Linked DNA regions of Callithrix jacchus: region 1 is linked to region 2. Evidence: chromatin contacts called from public Hi-C data. All regions are on one chromosome and are shown on one strand. The core of a region is the stretch at or near the end of the contact, and the rest is flanking DNA. Distances in the headings are between cores, read along the strand shown. Region 1 holds the start of CST6 (cystatin E/M). Region 2 holds the start of KAT5 (lysine acetyltransferase 5).

Region 1 (6,308 bases), core at 2,986-5,485, 280 kb after region 2:
TATTTTTTTATTTTTGGTAGACATGGGGTTTCACTGTGTTGGCCAGGATGATCTCCATCTTTTGACGTCATGATCCACCCGCCTCGGCTCCCAAAAGTGCTGGGATTACAGGTGTGAGACACGGCGCCAGGCCCAGACTGTTTCTTATGTCTTCCCAGATAAGTCCCCTCAGCCTTGATCCTTGTGCTGTGATGCTGTCACAGGCGTGGTATGCTTAGGTAGGGGCTTTGCAGGCCCTGGCCTTGCCACACTTGCCCTGATGCTGCCAGATTGTTGCTGGTGCTCTGTGAGGTCATGGAGACCCCCTCCTCCTCTTCCCCAGGCTCCTGCTCATGCTGGCTTCCTGGCTTGGCCTCGCCTGGCTCTGGCACTGGGACCCTGCTGGAAGCCTGCAGCTCATGCTGTCTGCTTTATTTCCTTGTCCTCTGCCTTCCCTGGCTCACCCACAGGCTTTTCCTCAGAAGCGGGTGGAACCTGCTTTCTCATCTCTCCCTTGGGGCGCAGGCAGTGTGTGTACCAGGTGGCAGACCACAAACCCTTTATCAGGACTCCACATTGCATCCCACACAAGTTCTCGGCTCTGTTCTGGGACAGCAGTAGACAAAGGGCATCTAGAATGTACCTTGTGACAGTATGGCCTCTCAGATCCAGCCCAACTCAGCCAGCAGGACAAAGGGACCATGGCTTGGAATGCTGGCGCAGAAAGCAGACCTGAGTGGTGAGGGGTAGGAGTCAGGTTGGCTAAGTGTCAGCCCATGGTGACCAACGGGACATGCTTGACCACCGTGGGAAGTATGCGAGTGGGTCCGGAAATAAGCAAATACACGGTGCCCCCAGCCCCACACCTAGTCAGAGCTTGACCCTCCCCAGCCGGTCTAGTCATGCATGCTCAGAGCCAGCCTAGAACTTGGTGTGAACCTGGCCCATGCATTCCAGGTTCTGAAGGGCTCCTGCTGCCCCCGGAAAAGAAGTAGGGGCAGGCTACCTGGACCGCCACAAGCCCTGCCCTGCGGCAGCCTGGTGAGCATGGAAGGCTCCCAGTAGGTGCTTGTGACTGCTGATCCCCTTCCAGGACAGCCCTTCCCTGCAGGGACCAAGGCTCTTTCCTGTCACTGCCAACCTTGACTGGTGGCAGCCTTGAAGAGCCAGCCAGGCCCGATTCTGGGCCTTTGTTCCCCATGCGATCTGGAGCAAGTTGCTTCACTGCTCTGAGCTACAGCCTCTTCTACCTGCTGGTGCAGGGTTGTGAAGATTCAGTGAACCAGCGGTGCTTGGGAGCGCACCTCCCCAGGGGGGAACTTTCATCCCTGTTGGATTACAGGTTTCCTTGCTGAAAGATCTCCTTTCCAGAACATGGGTCTACAGAGCCCTGGGGGAGGGAAGTACCCTCTGCCCAATTGAAGGTTCCAGGAAGAGGGTTCTGGGGAAGCAACAAGGCCTTGGAGGGCCTTATCCCAGGGGGAAGGAGATGTCAAGATCCTGCCCTGGTTATCACCACCCATCAGGCCAGGGGCAAGAGAGGGGTGCTGTGGACAACCTGGGTTGGGGTGTCTGGGCCACTGCAAAACTGGAGGCTGTGCCCTGTGGCCAGTACATTTGGCCAACCTCAAGCTCATGCTTGGCCCAAGACTCCTGGAAGCCAGAGTGGTCGAGAAGGGATGGAGTCAGGCCCTGGGAAAGTGCTCAGGGACCTCCCACCTGTAAGAAGCAACCCCCACCCATGCACAGCAGACCTCATACCCCTGTAGAGCAGCCCAGGACTTGTGCACCAGTACCCACCACTAACCTTTTGACCTCCCATTTCCTCCTTGTAGGAGGAGGTAATAATCATTGTCTCTGCAGAGCCGCTATGGGAATGAAAGAACATATATTGAACCCCTGGGACAAGGCCTGTCACATAGCAAGTGCTCTTGTAATTGTTAATGCCCTCCCCCATCTTTTCTCACCAAGATACCACTGCTAGCTGTGTGACCTTAGACAAGTGTCCCAACCTCTCTGATTAACTTTTTCATCTGCAAAATGAGAATAATGTGTACTACCTCAGGGTGCTTGTGAGAATTCATCAGTGGGTGAAAAGTGCTTGGAAATTTCTAGGCTGTAGTGCAAAAGAGTCCCTGGCATCAGCACAAAGCAGCGGCAGGTGGGGTGAGTGCCCTTGGAGAGTCGAAGACAGGCCTTGGCTAGTTTTTGAGAGTGGTGGTGGAGGTACCCGTGCCCATGGCTAAGCTCCAAGTGATCAGACAGCAGGCCTAGGGGAGCTGCCTCTCTCACCTGGCACCTGTGGTGAGATCCTGGGATTCTTCCTGTACCCGTCCCAGGCTCTTAGCTCAGAGTCCTGGCCAGACTTCATCCTCCTCATCAACTCAAGTTCAGCCAGCACTTCCACAGACTGGAGTCTGTTCCTTTAAGGCAGACACCTGAGCCCTCCAGGAACTTGTGACAGTTCCTTGGAATCCCAGGAAGATGGCAGAGTTGGTTTTCCACAGCTGGGCTGAGTAAGTGAGGGAGGTAGCAAGCTGGCAGCTGCCCTGGGTAGTGAGTGACTGCTTTGGTGTAGGTCTCATTGTGAGAAGTCACCTCCTTTTGTGATCCTGGGATTCTGAGGCCCAGAATCAGGAAGGGAGGTTGACACGCTGGATGCCTGCATACGATATTCATCACAGTCACGGCTGCCAGCTGCTCTTCAGGTACTGTGACCTAGCGCCTCTTCCAAGCCTCAGTGAAGCCCTGGAGGCTGTAAGCATTTCAAGATCTTAGTGTCCCAGGACAGTGAGCCCCCTACTCACTCCACCCAGCAACATGGAATTACAAGTACAAACTACACTGAACTCTAAAATGCAGACAAAGAATTCCAACAAAGCCTGCCTGTAATCCTAGTGCTTTGGGAAGCTGAGGGGAGGCAGATCTTGTGATCTCTTGAGGCCAGGCATTCGAGACCCACCTGAGCACTACAGTGAGACCCCATCTCTACAAAAAAAATTTTAAGAATTAGCCAGGTGTGAAAAAAAATTAACCAGGCATGGGGGCATGCTCCTGTGGTCGCAGCTACTTGGGAGGCTGAGACGGGAGAATCACTTGAAGCCAGGAAATCGAGGTATAGTGCTCACTGCAGTCTCAACCTCCCAGACTCTAGCAATCCTCCCACCTCAGCCTCCTGAGTAGCTGAGACCACAGGTGTGCACCACCATGCACAGTTGATTTATTTCAGATCTTTGGGAGAGATGAGGGCTTATTATATTGCCCAGGCTGGTCTCAAACTCCTGGCCTCAAGTGATCCTCCCAAAGTCCTGCATTACAAGTGTGAGCCAGTATGCGATAGATAGATTACCACCCTGATCTATTAATTAATTAACGGAGTCTCCCTCTGTCACTCAGGCTGGAGTGCAATGGCTTGATCTCAGCTCACGGCAACCTCTGCCTCCCAGATTCAAGCGATTCTCCTGCCTCAGCCTCCTGAATAACTGGGATTACAGGCACCCACCACCATGCCCAGCTAATTTTTGGTATTTTTAGTAGAGGCGGGGTTCCACCATGTTGGCCAGGCTGGTCTTGAACTCCTGACCTCAGGTGGTCCACCTGCCTTGGCCTACCAAAGCGCTGGGATTACAGGCGTGAGCCACTGCACCCAGCCTATTGGAGTCTTTAAAAACAAAGTTATGGGCCCTGTTTTGCTGGTACCTCTAGCACATGCTCACTGTATCCACGGGAGAACATGAATCATTCACACTCCAGGCTGGTTGTTAGGCAGCGCTGAGCAGGAATATCTCCTACTCGCCTGCTGTTTATGCAGCACCAGGCCCCTTGTAAACACTTTACCTGCATCAGCTCACTGAATCCTCACAACGCCCATTGTACAGAAGAGGAAACTGAGGCATCGAGAGGTTAAGTGACTTCTTTGAGGTCACACAGCTGGGGAATGGTGGCAACAGTCAGAGCCTGAGCTGTGGTTGGTAGTTCATTCTGGACAGCCCTCCCGAGAACCGTCCCTGTACTGGCACTTGTTGGGTGCTGTCACTGTCCTCTCCCTCCCTGGCCGGGTGTGTTCTGGAGGGCAGGGAAGCGTCTTGGCACTCGGGTGCACGCCGCCCCCTCGGCCTCCTGGGCTCCCCGAGCCTCGCAGGACCCCGGACGCCCGCGACCTCTAGCCCCGCCCCAGCTCCGGGCCGCGGGGGCGCACCGCGGGCGTCGGGCGGGGCTGCCCAAGTGGGTAAAAACGGCGCCGCCCTGGGCTCGGCACTCACGACTCGGACTACGACTCCGACAGCACTGACAGCTATGGTGCGTGCGAGCCTCCCGCTGGCGCTGGGCCTGGCCCTGGTAGCGTTCTGCCTCCTGGCGCTACCCCGCGACGCCCGTGCCGGGCCCCAGGGGCGCATGGTTGGAGAACGCCAGGACCTGTCGCCCGATGACCCGCAGGTGCAGAAGGCGGCGCAGGCGGCCGTGGCCCACTACAACATGGGCAGCAACAGCGTCTACTACTTCCGAGACACGCACATACTCAAGGCGCAGAGCCAGGTGCGGCGGGCCAGGGGCGGGGGGCACCGCGCCCAGGCGGGGGGGGCCACAGGCACTGCCCGAGCGTGCATGAAAGGGGCCCGAAGGCGCAATCGGGATATTTTCATGCAATATCTAAAAAACCGAATTAATGCCAAAACTCCATGATGGGCAACCATCTAAATTTCAAGGAAAGACAGAATCCAACCCTGTATCGCACCACCTGCCTGTCTGGCTGGCCTGGCCCTAGTCTCTGCCCTGATGGGGTAGACTAGGGAGGGGAGGCAGTTGGGGACAGTGGGCAGCTCTCCAGGTGGGCCATGTCTGATGACTGCCCAGGCTGCCAGTGGGGTCAGCCTCCAGGTCTCTCCACCCCGCATCCCCACCAGAACATCCACTCCCCCCACTCAGGTCTGAATCATCCCCTCTCCCCTCCCCCAGCCTGAGTGCCTGGGGGCAATGGGAGAATATGCCGGGAGGTGAGAGGTTGGGATTAAGGGTCAAGACCCCTGACCTGCCCCTACCCTATGTCCCCAGCTGGTGGCCGGCATCAAGTACTTCCTGACGGTGGAGATGGGGAGCACAAACTGCCGCAAGACCAGGGTCGCTGGAGACCACCTCGACCTCACTACCTGCCCCCTGTCGGCAGGGGCGCAGCAGGAGGTAACAGCGGGGCTCCTCTGGCCCCAGCCCTCCCCAGAGCCTCAGGCCCTCACGTCGTCCAGCCTGAACTGGTTTGGCTGAACACGCAGATATCTAGATGTCTGGCTGAACCTGTTGGCCTCCTGGATGAGTCAGCCTCTAGGCCAAGATGGGGTGTAGAAAGGAGGCTGGGGCTTCCCTCAGGAATGGGGAAGTTGGCTACCAAGATCTGGAGTCTAGCCCCGGCCATGTAGCTCGACATCCCTTGGGCCAGTAACTGCTCCTCTCTGCCACGGAGCAGCATGGCAGGCAAAGGGCTGGCTGCTGGGAGAAGGTGGATGGAGGCTGGGCTTACCCCTCCTTCTCCCCCATGTTCTCTCTACAGAAGCTGCGCTGTGACTTTGAGGTCCTTGTGGTTCCCTGGCAGAACTCCTCTCAGCTCCTAAAGCACAACTGTGTGGAGATGTAATAATTGCCCAAGGGTGAATGCCATTGGGTTTGGGGCCACGGTGGAGGGCACTTCAGGTCCATGGGCCACAACTGTCACAATAAATGGCCAGTGCCGCTTCTTGCATTGGTTTCTCCTAAGTGCTTCGCTTCTCCCCCCAACCCCCACTCCTACTTCTGGCAGCTCCCAGCTCCCCAGCCCAAGCTGAGAGGTCACCCTGCCACCTGCAGCAGATCTGCTGCTGTCCCAGTCCAGACAGTGCTGAAGGTGCAGGGCTGAGCCCCCTAAACACCCCAGCATCACAGGCATAGAGGAGCAAACCTCAGAGCCACACACATAGCCAGAGACTCCCAATATTCTCAGAGGTAAGGGGTGGGTGCAAACCTACAGAGAATGGGTGATGCCCTGAACAGGGCTGGCTGCCTGGGAGTACTCTGAGGAGGAGTCTGTGCTCTGCTCCCACTCAGCCCCAGGAGGGACTCATGGGTGGCATGTGGGGCTTCAGCCAGGTGGTGTCCTCACTCAGGAACCTATAAAGATTCCTCCACTTGCATGTGGCCCAATGATGGCAGAACCCCTGCAGGCCAAGAGACCTTGGGGGCCAGGACAGTGCCTCTCAAGTCCACGCTGTGGGCTCCACACCACAAGGATGCCTCTCATGCCATGCCCTGGGCAAGACGCCTGGATGGGGCTGGACTGGGAGCCCTAGAGGGGCAGAGCTCAT
Region 2 (5,581 bases), core at 601-3,100:
GAGGCTGAGGTGGGCAGATCACAAGGTCAGGAGATCAAGACCATCCTGGTCAACATAGTGAACCCCTGTCTCTGCTAAATATGCAAAAATTAGCTGGGAGTGGTGGTGAATGCCTGTAATCCAGCTATTTGGGAGGCCAAGGCAGGAGAATCGCTTGAACCTGGGAGGCAGAGGTTGCAGTGAGCTGAGATCGTGCCACTGCACTTCAGCCTGGGTGACAGAGACTCTGTCTCAAAACAGTAAACAAATAATCTCAAAACAATAAATAAATAAATAATAAAAAATTTGTTGATTACTACCTATACCTGTCCTCTTCTCTCCCAAACCCGGAGAATGTAAGCTCCATGAGGGCAGAGGTCTTTATTTGAGACAGGGTCTGTCTCTGTCACCCAGGCTGGAATGCAGTGGCATGATCTTGGCTCACTGCAGCCTGAAATTCCTGGGCTCAAGCAGTGCTCCCTCCTCTGCCTCCCGAGTAGCTGGGAACATAGGCAAGGGCCACTGCTACACCTGGCTAACTGAACATTTGTCTTGCTCTGTGGCTGAGGCTTGTCTGTAATTCCTGGGGTCAAGCAATCCTCCCGCCTCTGCCCCAAAGTGTTGGGATCACAGGCGTGAGCCACTGCACCAGACCTGAAGTCTTCATTTTGTTCACTGATGTATTCCAGGCTCTAGAATAGTGTCTGACACATGTTTTGGGTCCCTAAATATTTTTTGAATGTATGATGAGTATCACACATACTATCTTTATAATTATAAACCTAATATACAAAACAACGGCCGGGGCCGGGGCCCTAGAACTTTGGGAGGCTGAGGTGGGTAGCCTGCTTGAGCTCAGAAGTTTGAGACCAGCCTGGGCAGCATCTTTTTCTTTTTTTTGAGAAAGGGTCTCACTCTGTCACCCAGACTGGAGTGCAATGGCAGGATCTTGGCTCACTGCAACCTCTGCCTCCTGGGTTCAAGACATTCTCTTGCCTCAGCCTCCTGAGTAGCTGGGATAACTGGAGGACACCACCATATCCAGCTAACTTTTACATTTTTAGTAGAGATGGGGTTTTACCATGTTGGCCAGGCTGGTCTTGAACTCCTGACCTCAAGTAATCCCAGAATTTTGGGAGGCTAAGGCGGGCAGATCACGAGGTCAAAGGATTGAGAGCATCTTGGCCAACATGGAGAAACCCCGTCTCTACTAAAAATACAAAAATTAGTTGGGCATGGTGGTCCGCGCCTTTTGTCCCAACTACAGGGGAGGCTGAGGCAGGAAAATCGCTTGAACCCAGGGGGCAGAGGTTGCAGTGAGCCGACATCGCGCCACTGCTGCAGAGCGAGACTCCGTCTCAAAAAAAAAAAAAGCGTAGTATACAAAATAAAGCTAGGAATATTCCCTGAATCCTCCTGCCTATGGAATGAAGTCCACAGACTTGGAAGAGCGTTGAAGCCCCTCTAAAGCCACTCCCTTCCTCCAGCCTCTCGGCCCGTAGCTCAGCACTAGCAGTTCACTCCCGGCGATACCTCCCGCCGCCACGAGGAGACGCCCCAGCACCGCCCTCTGTCAAAGCCCAAACAATATTGCCACGTGACCCGCTCCGCATCCACGTGACCAGCGTCGCACGCGGTGGGCGTCAGGTGACGGGCTCAGTAGTTCTCCAATCGCTGTGCACGTTGTGGGGTTTCCACTTAGGGCTCGGTCTGAGGCTTGTAACACCACATTCTCCCCCAAGCCACAGGGGCAGTCTTGCCGCTGGCAGCTGGGTGGCGGTGTCTCTCAAAGGTCCTCTATAGGGGCTTCGTGAGGCCCAAGCCTACAGCACTCAGTTCCGGAAGTGACGTCTCCCAGAGGGGCCGGAAGTGGCAGTGGAGGGAGGGAAGATGGCGGAGGTGGTGAGTCCGGTGCCTGGGGCGGGGCGGAGGGAGCCAGGGGAGGTGGGTAGAGCCCGAGGCCCCCCAGTAGCCGACCCTGGCGCCGCGCTGTCTCCCCAGGGGGAGATAATCGAGGGCTGCCGCCTACCCGTGCTGCGGCGGAACCAGGACAACGAAGATGAGTGGCGTGAGTGACGTCGGGGGGCGGGGCTAAGGAACCTGAGGGCGAGGGGCGGGAGGGAGTCCACTGAACCCCCGGGATGGGGAGGGGCCTCTGGAATTATGGGGCGGGCGGGGCTCAGACACTCCGATGAAGGGGCGTGGCTCTTAGCTGCTATGAGAGGTACAGGGCGGGGTCTGGAAAGGGGTGGCACTTGTGACTGAAGGAGGCTTGGATGAGACCTTCCAAGTGCTGCAGCTTAGGGATCCGGCCTGGGGGTGGAGTTCAGGTCGTGGAAGGGTGGAGTCTCATGGCCTGGCCCGTCTAAGGTCCCTGCCTATGCTGTTCCCATAGCACTGGCCGAGATCCTGAGTGTGAAGGACATCAGTGGCCGGAAGCTTTTCTACGTCCATTACATTGATTGTGAGTTCTGGGCCTAAGGTGGGGCAGCAGGGTAGGGGGTTGGGGGGCAGTCTTTGGCATTCCTTCCTGAGCCATCCCCACTGCTACAGTCAACAAACGTCTGGATGAATGGGTGACGCACGAGCGGCTGGACCTAAAGAAGATCCAGTTCCCCAAGAAAGAGGCCAAGACCCCCACCAAGAACGGACTTCCTGGGTCCCGTCCCGGCTCTCCAGAGAGAGAGGTGGTGAGTAGGTCCCCCACTTCACCTCATCTCTCCTGCCTCCTATTTCTCTTATCTGTTGGCATTTAGGGGCTCCTGGATGGGCAGGAGGCGGCATCCTCTTACCCTGACTTCAGCTTGCAAAAGATGGGGGCCAAATTGCACATGTAGCTCCCAGAGTCCAGTAGTTAGTCCTGTGTCCTTCAGAAGGCAGAGGGTGGGGTTTGATAATTTTAAGCTGAGGGGCCCCTCTTCCCCTTCCCCATCCCACTGCCATCCCCGCCCCAGAGGAAGACCCTGGACCTATCTCTACAGCCGGCCTCGGCCCAGGCCAGCGGGAAGACCTTGCCAATCCCGGTCCAGATCACACTCCGCTTCAACCTGCCCAAGGAGCGGGAGGCCATTCCCGGTGGCGAGCCTGACCAGCCGCTCTCCTCCAGCTCCTGCCTGCAGCCCAACCACCGCTCAACGGTACCCTCAGCAATTCCAGGGACCTTGCTTTCTTCTCAGGTCCCACCTTCTCTACCCTCTGACCCACCTTTGTTGGTTTCTCTCTGCAGAAACGGAAGGTGGAGGTGGTTTCACCAGCAACTCCAGTGCCCAGTGAGACAGCCCCAGCTTCGGTTTTTCCCCAGGTGAGTTCCCCAAACCATTTCTTGTTCCTTTCCTCTCTTCTGCCCTCTGGTGGCCCTTTTCAAGCTCATCTCACAGTCATCCCTTCTTTTCCTGGTATCTCATCTGCAGAATGGAGCAGCACGTAGGGCAGTGGCAGCCCAGCCAGGACGGAAGCGAAAATCAAATTGTCTGGGCACTGATGAGGTGGGTCTGGGGAGCAGCAGAAGGGAGCTGCGTGAAAAGGAAGGGATGCAGGCAGGGTGGAGAGTTATTTAGTGATGAGTATAAAAATGAAGGGGTGGTGGACCTGGGCAGGGCTAGTGTTGGTAGGATTAGGAGCCAGGCAGAACATGGTTCAAATGAATCATTGGGGCTGGGCACCATGGTGCACACCTGTAATCCCAGCACTTTGGGAGGCCAAGGTGGGTGGATCACCTGAGGTCAGGAGTTTGAGACCAGCCTGGCCAACATGGCAAAACCTCATCTCTACTAAAAATAAAAAAATTGGTTGGGCACAGTGGCTGACACCTGTAATCCCAGCTCTTTGAGAGGCCAAGGTGGGTGGGTCATGAGGTCAAGAGATTGAGACCACCCTGTCCAACATGGTAGTGAAACATGGTGAAACCCCATCTCTACTAAAAGTAAAAAATCAGCTGGGCCTGGTGGCGCACGCCTGTAATCCCAGCTACTTGGGAGGCCGAGGCAGGAGAAACGTTTGAACCCCGGAGGTGGAGGTTGCAGTGAGCTGAGATTACACCACTGGTACTCCAGCCTGGGAAAAAAGTGAGCCTTTGTCTCAAAAAAAAAAAAAAATTAGCCAGACATAGTGGCAGGCACCCGTAATCCCAGCTACTCCGGAGGCTGAGGCCAGAGAATCTCTTGAAGCCCGGAGGTGAAGGTTGCAGCAAGCCAAGATTGCACCACTGCACCTCATCCTGGGCGACAGAGTGAGACTCCATCTCCAAAATGATCATTGGGTGATGTTTTCCACATCATCAGTCCCTTAGGGTTTCAGGTTTTACGTCTGGAAATTGGGGGTCATGGTACCTTCCCTATAGGGTTGCTGTTAGGCTTGAAGGAAACCTGTTGAGGGGGTGTGAGCTGTGGTGTCCTGCTGAGCTGTCTCGTCTAACCTGGTGTCTTCTACTCGCCCTGGGCAGGACTCCCAGGACAGCTCAGATGGAATACCATCGGCACCACGCATGACTGGCAGCCTGGTGTCTGACCGGAGCCACGACGACATCGTCACCCGGATGAAGAACATTGAGTGTATCGAGCTGGGCCGGCACCGCCTCAAGCCGTGGTACTTCTCCCCGTACCCACAGGAGCTCACTACATTGCCTGTCCTCTACCTGTGCGAGTTCTGCCTCAAGTACGGCCGTAGCCTCAAGTGTCTTCAGCGTCACTTGGTATGAGGGGTACAGGGAGGCTGCCTTCCCAGCACTGTCCACCTTGCCCTCGTCCCTGATCCTCCTCTCTTCCCCAGACCAAGTGTGACCTCCGACATCCTCCAGGCAACGAGATTTACCGCAAAGGCACCATCTCCTTCTTTGAGATTGATGGACGCAAGAACAAGGTTAGTGCCTGAGAGGCAGTGGGGCTGTGGGGTAAGTCAAATGACAGTTTCTTCCTGCTCAGGAAAACTGACCAGTTGAGCCAGCAGATGGGTTCGGCCCATTTTTATTGAGTTCCTGCTGTCTGGCAGGTGCTGGTAGCCAGGAATGAGACAGTCTCTGTTCTCTGACAGCTTACAGTCCACGGGGAGACAGACATACCAACAACGTCTTCGATTCCAGTGTCATGTCATGAAACAGAGAGTAGGTTAGCAGGACCCAAAGGAGGTGGTCAGCAGAGCTTCACAGAGGTTAACTTTGAGCCGTGACGTGGAAGACAAAGGAATTTCTTGCAGTGGCATTCTGAGGAGTGGGCATGGATGCACAGAGATGGTCTTTGTGAGAGGCAAGGTCATGTGGCTGAGAGGCAGAGAAGGAAGGATGAGGGAAGGCTTTTATAAGGGACAGAGCTCAGGTGAAGAAGATGCTGTGTTAACCACCATTCTGTAATTATTAATGTGGACGTGGGCATCCAAGTGGCAGTACCCAGCAGCAATTTTTGGCAGGGCACAGTGAGTCATACCTGTAACCCCAGCACTTTGGGAGGCCGAGGTGGGCCAATCACTTGAGCCCAGAATTTCAAGACCAGCCTGGGCAACATAGAGAAATCCCATCTCTGCTAAAAATTTTTAAAAAATTGGCTGGGTACAGTGGATCACCCTGGAATCCCAGCACTTTGGGAGGACAAGGCGAGTGGATCACAAGGTC

What was found. A called contact is a pair of places that touch in the nucleus more often than the background predicts.
Region 1: a contact with region 2 is called in a Hi-C map of skeletal muscle, with 3 times the contacts expected there. The contact joins the promoter of CST6 here to the promoter of KAT5 in region 2. A contact is called at or near these places in 2 of 3 Hi-C or Micro-C datasets (both in skeletal muscle).

What each region holds. Positions count from the first base shown.
Region 1 is chr10:123,084,726-123,091,033 of calJac240_pri, forward strand. It overlaps CST6 (cystatin E/M), which reads left to right and starts at 4,236. Exons shown (of 3, transcript XM_002755551.6): 1 at 4,236-4,515; 2 at 5,032-5,157; 3 at 5,522-5,710. The coding sequence starts at 4,276. The coding sequence ends at 5,605.
Region 2 is chr10:122,803,043-122,808,623 of calJac240_pri, forward strand. KAT5 (lysine acetyltransferase 5) reads left to right here and starts at 1,851. Exons shown (of 12, transcript XM_078341420.1): 1 at 1,851-1,881; 2 at 1,981-2,047; 3 at 2,375-2,443; 4 at 2,533-2,669; 5 at 3,206-3,280; 6 at 3,390-3,464; 7 at 4,421-4,669; 8 at 4,747-4,836. The coding sequence starts at 1,870.